2 separate regions of the Canis lupus genome follow, and region 2 is linked to region 1. A link is a contact called in public Hi-C data. All regions are on one chromosome and are shown on one strand. Each heading gives the region's core, a stretch centred on a gene start, on an enhancer-like site or on the middle of the called end of the contact. The rest is flanking DNA. Distances are from core to core; before and after follow the strand shown.

Evidence for each region. A called contact is a pair of places that touch in the nucleus more often than the background predicts.
Region 2: a Hi-C map of skin fibroblasts shows a contact between it and region 1, with 2.4 times the contacts expected there. The contact joins two enhancer-like sites. A contact is called at or near these places in 6 of 9 Hi-C or Micro-C datasets (amygdala, blood, liver and 1 more).

Annotation. Positions count from the first base shown.
Region 1 is chr1:102,425,624-102,429,223 of UU_Cfam_GSD_1.0, forward strand. EDDM13 (epididymal protein 13) reads right to left here. Exons shown (of 17, transcript XM_038527678.1): 17 at 2,885-3,191. The coding sequence ends at 3,167. Among named protein-coding and RNA genes, the nearest start is that of EDDM13, 29 kb to the right of the region's middle. Within about 2 kb of position 1,843, at least 11 of the 20 cell types and tissues checked have an H3K27ac peak or open chromatin away from gene starts, as enhancers often do.
Region 2 is chr1:102,564,940-102,568,539 of UU_Cfam_GSD_1.0, forward strand. No RefSeq gene overlaps it. Among named protein-coding and RNA genes, the nearest start is that of ZNF787, 35 kb to the left of the region's middle. Within about 2 kb of position 1,887, at least 5 of the 20 cell types and tissues checked have an H3K27ac peak or open chromatin away from gene starts, as enhancers often do.

The sequences.
Region 1 (3,600 bases), core at 593-3,092:
ACTACTGTGAAAAAAAAAAGATACCACCTGAAATAAAGGGATTGGTAAGCATGAGAACTGCTACAGATAAACTTACTCCTTCACTGAAAAACGAAAGCCTGAAAACGAAAACAAACAAAAAAACCCACCAACTTCCTGACCACAGGATTCAGAGTTGCCAGGCTTTACCCCTCCAGGGATCATGAGGTTACACCCTGATTTCAGAGACAAGGTGAGGGAAACATGGGTTGGCCCAATTTCGCTAGATACCTTTAAAAAACCTAATACTAATAAGCAATGAAGGCATATCTGAGACTAAGAAGAAAAAGATGCTTGATACTACAGGGAGGGTAAGGTGGGGTGAAGGCAGGAGCACCACATCTTCTGACTGCAATGAAAGTGACCTCCAGGGATCCCTGGGTGGCGCAGCGGTTTGGCGCCTGCCTTTGGCCCAGGGCGCGATACTGGAGACCCGGGATCGAATCCCACGTCGGGCTCCCGGTGCATGGAGCCTGCTTCTCCCTCTGCCTGTGTCTCTGCCTCTCTCTCTCTCTCTGTGTGACTATCATAAATAAAAAAAAAAAAAAAAAAAAGAAAGTGACCTCCAAGTCAACCAAGCACCGGTGCCCTGGTTATCCTACAGATGATGCAGTCTTGCCAGACAGCTGGTCCAGCAAAGGTAGAGTAGTGCCTGGACAAGAAGCTAGAACTGCAGGTCCATCCCGGCAGGTTCCACTGGAGGAAACTCAGAGCTCATCGAGGACAAGAACTGACCAGGGCCAATGAGCAGTGGACGTGACAAGGGCAGGTCTCTGGAATTCCAGCGTCTCACCACCAAACCCTAGAGCATCCCTCAGGGAGCACACTCATGGGTTGTGTGCTGAGAGGCAAGATTAGCGCTCATAACCCACCGCATTCACTTCTCAGGTCAACATACTGAGTCTCCTGGGTGAGGAATAGAACTTGTCCAAATTCCTGAACAAAAGATGATGATGATGATGATGACAATCAGACACTAACATTAAGGGGTCACTGTGAGCGGGGCACCGTCTAAAGGTTCATTAGAAACTCAAATTCTATCATCATCCCTAATTCAGATGGGGAAACTGAGGCACAGAGTGCGCACCTCCTCCGGGGTTGGAGCTAGTAAGGGGTAGAGAGGCTCCAAAGGTCATGTCACAACAGGGGAAACTGAGGCCCACAGAGGATGAAACAGTTTGGGGCCAAACTTCCCGCGTGGGGGGTAGGGGGAACGGCTAGATGGGAGGGCGCGCGGGTCAGAATCCACGACCTCTTCAACTTTGTCCTCTCCTCGCCGTGGGGAACCATGACATCACACGCGGATCGTGACCAGAAGCTTTGGAATCCCAAGGGAAATCGGGGTGTGGGAAACGCGGCTCGCACTCACCTCCCGAGGCTCTTCTTCCGAGCCCGGACTTCCGGCCTCAGGAGCCAGGCCGGGAGCGCCCCGCCTGAGCAGACCCGGCGCCCCTCCGGATGACCGAGGCCTACGGACCTCCGGGCACCACGGACCGAGGTTGGGAGCAGGGCCAACTCAATGCGCACCGCCCTACGGGTCGTTTAAAGCCGCCGGTGCGGCGGCTCTGCCAATCGGAACCCTCCTTCCAGCCTGGTCCCGCCTCATGCGTCGGTCTTCCGGCGTCTCGCTGTCTCCAGGGCAACCGCCAGACGGACGGCCTAAGAGGTCCAGGGATTTCTGGGTGTTGTAGTCTCTGAGGGGCAGAGAAACGAGAGGGCCCCTGGGAATGAGAAAAGTCTCCGACTCAGGCGTTCCTGATTCCTTCCCCTGGCCCCTCACTCGCCAAGTCCTGCCACAGGGGTCGACCTGTTCGCCGACCTGGCGGTCAGTTGTGGCAGGGCTCGGTCCTCACTGTGGGCGTCGCTGAGCGGGTCCGCGGTCACTATGGTAACACCTCGGGCTCGCGATTCGCCTCTTGCGTGGTGACGTCACTCTCCGAGCCGGACGAGAAGGCAGCAGGCGCCGGAGCAGGGGGTGGAAGGTGTGAGGTTGGCTTGTGGGAGGAGCGAGGGGGATGTGGATGAGGTTATGGCAGGTGCTCATCCAAGGAAGTGCCACCGAAAAATTGGATGTTTTAATTCTGAACTTTTTAAATAGGCGATAATTTTATGTTTGGAGAAAAGTTGCAGGTGGAGAGTGCCCACCTGCCTCTTCCAGCTTCCCCTACTGTTAACCTCTTATGACCTCAGCACATCTGTGACAAATCCTTCAAGTTGGAACAATGCTATTAACTGGACTCCAGGCCATTCACGTTGTCCCACTCATCCGGAGTCCTTTTCTATTCCGGGAGTCCAGCAGGAGCCATGTTGCAAGGAGTTGCCCTGTCTCCCCAGCTAACTGATTTCTCAGACTTTCCTTGTTTCCATGATCTCGATAGTTTTGAAGGGTACTAGCCAGGTGTTCTGTAAAATGTCCTTCCATGCTTGCTCATGACTTTGCTTGGGTTATGAGTAGGAGCTGACTTAATTTTTAAGATTTCATTTATTTATTCATGAGAGACACACAGAAAGAGGCAGACATAAGCAGAGAGAGAAGCGGGCTCCCTGCAGGGAGTCTGATGCGATCCCAGGACCCCAGGATCAGGACCTGAGCCAAAGGCAGATGCTGAACCACTGAGCTACCCAGGTGTCCCAGGAGACCTGAATCTTTGTACACACACAAAACAGACTTTGGAATGAGTCAAACCTCAGCACTGTCATTTGTGTGACCTTGGGCAAACTGTCAATCTCTCTAGGCTGTAGTTTCTTCACCTACAAAGTGGGCAGCATAACAGAAGCTCCTTACAGGGTTGTCGCTAGAATTAAGTGGCATTTATGATTCTTGGCACCCTTGCCCCCCCATGAATGGAAGAACTGAGCCCTCAGCTGCTTCAACTAGTGTAGGTTTAATTAGAGAAACAATGGGGGGAGGTTGAGAAAGGCCATGGAGAGCAGTTGTGGGGAGACCCCTGCAGATGCTCACACCCCTGGGTCTGTCCGGACCCTCAGACCCAGGGACACGTTCCCGCAGTGTCATCCTCAGAGGACCCATGTTGTTACCCTCCACACTGGTCATCTGGATCAGACCAGCTTCTTGGGACCCGGAGGAGGCCAGACTACCTGGCAGATGAGGGACTGGCGACTGCTGAGCTGAGATGAGCAGGGTCTGCTAGAAGGAGCAGCAGGGGTCCGTCCTAAGGAAGGGATGAAAGAGCAGAGAAATGCGGGTGCGCCTGGCTTTGGGTCCTACGCGTCCTACTCACTGGGCTGTTCCATCACGTAGAATGCACATCCCCCGGCCCAAGGAGATGGGGGGTCCCTCCCTGTCACCCCTAGTAGGTACTTTCCCCTCCCAGGGGTTCTTGCAGCCACCAGTTGGGAGAGGGCTGCCCCTCTAGTTACATATGTCCTCCCACCACCAGGCCTTCCAGGCTCCTCCGCTGCTTGCCAGTTACCCTCCTGCTAGAGAGCACACTCAGTGACCACCGGGACCTCCCCTGCTTCTCCCACCCCCAGCCCCGCTGCACCCCGTGCTCCACTGTACCCCCAGCCTGGCACACTGGAGCCATGCAGGGTTGGAGCAAGGAGTAGATACATAAGGTC
Region 2 (3,600 bases), core at 637-3,136, 140 kb after region 1:
AGGCACTGCCCCCACAAGTCTCTTTTACACCAATTCCTAGATTCCTCATTCCTTTCCTATATTATTTTCTGGGATACTCAATGAATATACAAATGTTTAAAAAATATTTTATGAAATGGGAGCACATCATGCATACTATTATGCCACTTGCCTATGTATGTATAAATGATATATCTTTCTACCTATGCATCTACTCCGTGTATCTATGTTTCTATCAGCTATGTATCTATCCTTGTATCTATATATCTATGTATGTATGTGTCTGTCATCTATCTATCCACTACTACCTACCTACCTATGTATCCAAGATTGTTCCAGAGAGGCCTATATAGATCATCTCATTCCTTTCAATATTTTCACATTTTATTACCTAGTAGTTCAGTTAGAGTGTCTCTTGTCTTCTGCTATAACAATGTGCCAGCAAAAGTCACTTCTCCTCTCCTGACATCCAGGAATAGCATGAAGGGGAATGTGTGAATTTTGTCAGCTGCAGCGTCCCCTCAGAGGTTTGATGATTGTGTCCTCAACAGTGTACCAAGTGACTCTTTCTGCCTGCCCTCCCCAGTAAGGGTGATGTGGTTTGGGATGTTGGGGTCCAGAGCCAATCACCAAGAAAGAACTCCTAAGAGGTTTTTGATGCAAAAAAAAAAGGTGGTTTTATTAAAGCACAGGGACAGGACCCATGGACTGAAAGAGCTGCGTTATAAGTGTGAGGGGTGACTGATTATACATTGGGAGATGGAGGAGGTGTCCAAGAGGACTTTGACATGCTAGAGACTTGCCGGATACTGGAGGCCTGGTTATGATCAAAAGAAGGTTGTTTTTCCCTCTAATAAGGCATTGAGACAGTCGGGAGTTTCCTGGAGGAATGTTATACTCTGCCTATCTCAAGTATTTATCAATGGGCTGCAGGTTTTAAGGGAATTTAGTTTTATTTACATTCCTTTCTGTCTTTGTTTCTTACATCACTATGGAGAGGCAGGTGATGTAAGGGCTCCAAGAAATGGAGTCTATGGGTTTCTATGGGAAGTTAGGCTAGTGGTAAGAATGCTTTTTTTCTTGTAAATCACTAAGACATTTGTAAACTGATGGAGACTCTTGTCCTACAGGATAGTGATCTCTATGAGTTAACCATTTGTTTTTTTTTTTCTTCCCTTAGTTTTAGGGCAGCCAGGAGTGCCTGAGGAACGTCACACACATCCCTGAGGGCCAGGGGGGTGGTTTGTGGGGGTGTCAGCTTGTGCTTGGCCCTCAATTGGCCTTCTCCTCCCTCATCAAGGGAACACATGGGTGAGGGTTTAGAGATGGCCATTATCTGAGAGATACTAGGGAGATACAATTTCAGGTGCACCTACTGTGCAACTGGTGCTTCTTAGGTATCATCTTGCCTAATGTTCACAGGGACACTAGGAAGCAGGAGCTAGTTTTTCCACTTGACAGAGAAGCAGCCTCAGAGAGGTAAGGTGACATATCCTAAAATTTATAAGGAGACGTAGTAACACTGGGTGTCAGTCACTGGGTTCTGCCATGCCCCACACAGACGCAGCTAGATTTTGTTACTGTTAAGTGAATCCACTGGTCCAAGATCTGGTGATCCATTATCATTCCCGGTGGGGTGGAAATACTGCCCAGAACTCCACCTAGTTTGGCAGCTTCCTCCATCCTGCCCCTCTTGTCCTGGACCTCAGAGGCTCCTCCTTCTTCTTAGCTGCGATCACTGCTGTGAATAAATCCAGAACAATTGATTTTTATTTATTTATTGGAGAGAGCGAGAGAGCGAGAGAGAGAAAGAGAGAGAGGGGGAGAGAACACTGCGCGAGAGGGGGGAGGGGCAGCAGGCGAGGAGGGGCAGAGGAAAAGAGAGAATCTGAAGCCGACTCTGGCTGAGCACGGAGCCCTGGCCTGGGTAGGGGGTATGAGGGTGGGCTCTATCCCACAACTGGGAGATCATGACCTGAGCCAGACCAAGGCTCTGATGCTTAATGGAGTGAGCCACCCTGGCGCCCTCAGAACAATTTAACAATAGGCTTCCACACTGCAGAAATGCTCTGCGCAATCTGGCAAGGCTTCCTAGGGTCCTCGAGGAAAACGCTGGTCTCTGCTGCCACTGTCTGGATTCTTGAGAACAGCACAGTGTCTGTGAAATAATGAAAAGATGGGCTCCAGGATGAAGAGCAGTAGAGTGTTATTTTATGTCACATCATTTATTTTTTGATTTTTAAAAAAGATTTTATTATTTATTAGAGAGAGAGAGGCAGAGTCACAGGCAGAGGGAGAAGCAGGCTCCATGCAGGGAGCCCCGACATGGGACTCGATCCCAGGTCTCCAGGATCACGCCCTGGGCTGAAGGTGGCACCAAACAGCTAAGCCACTGGGGCTGCCCTATTTTTTGATTTTTAAAAAAGATTTATTTGTTTTAGAGCAAGAGAGAGCATGATGGGGGATGGGGAGGGAGGTCAGAGGGAGAGAGAAGATATCAAGCAGACTTCCTGCTGAGTGGGGAACCCAACCTGGGGCTTGATATGGGGTTGGATCTCATGACCCTGAGATCACGACCCTGAGATCATGACCTGAGCCAAAATCAAGAATCAGAGGCTTAACCAGCTGAACCACCCAGGCGCCCCTATGTCACATCATTTAAATGCATGAGTCTGAGTTAGACGGACCTTGTTTGGTTTATTGAGGCAAAATGCACATAACCCAAAACTAACCAATTTTCTAAAACTTGGTAAAATTGTTTAACCAAAAGATGAACAAAATATCCTAAACCATATTAATTTCACTTTATAAAATGTGTACATGACCTCATCATAACCTCATATATCCTAATCACCTCCCAAAGACCCCACCTCCTAATACCATCACATTGGGAGTTTCAACATCTGAATTTGGGTGGGGAGGACCTAGACATTCAGTCCATAACAGCTATAGAAGTTCTTTTTTTTTTTAATAAAAAGTTTTCTGGATTTTTGTCTCTCCTCTCTCCCTTCAACTTAAAAAAAATCTTTTATTTTAAAATTTTATTTAAATTCAATTAATATGTAATGTATTATTGATTTCAGATGTAGAGTTCAGCGATTCATGTCTTATACAACCTCCAATGCTTATTCCATCAGGTGCCTTCCTTCATGCCCATCACCCAGTTACCCCATCTCCCACACCTCACCCCTCCAGCACCCCTCAGTTTGTTACCTATGATTAAGAGTCTCTTGGGACACCTGGGTGGCTCAGTGGTTGAGCGTCTGCCTTAGCTTAGGTTGTGATCACAGGGATCCCTGTGAACCCAGTTTTGGGTTCACACAATTTGTGGAAGGCATAGATTTCCCACTTACTGCCTGACCTGCTCACATGCACAGCCTTCTCCACTACCAACATCCCCCCTCCCAGAGTGGTACATTTGTCACCTTTGATGAACCTGCAAGACACATCATTATCATCCAAGCCTATAGGTTACATTAGGGTCCATTCTTGGTATTTATATTCTACTGGTTTTGGCAAACATATAATGTATCTATCATTCTAGCCTCACACAGAATAGTGAAGGCATTTAAGTTTCCTCTAAGTCTTGGCTTGATAGCTTTTTTTTTTTTTTTTTTTTTT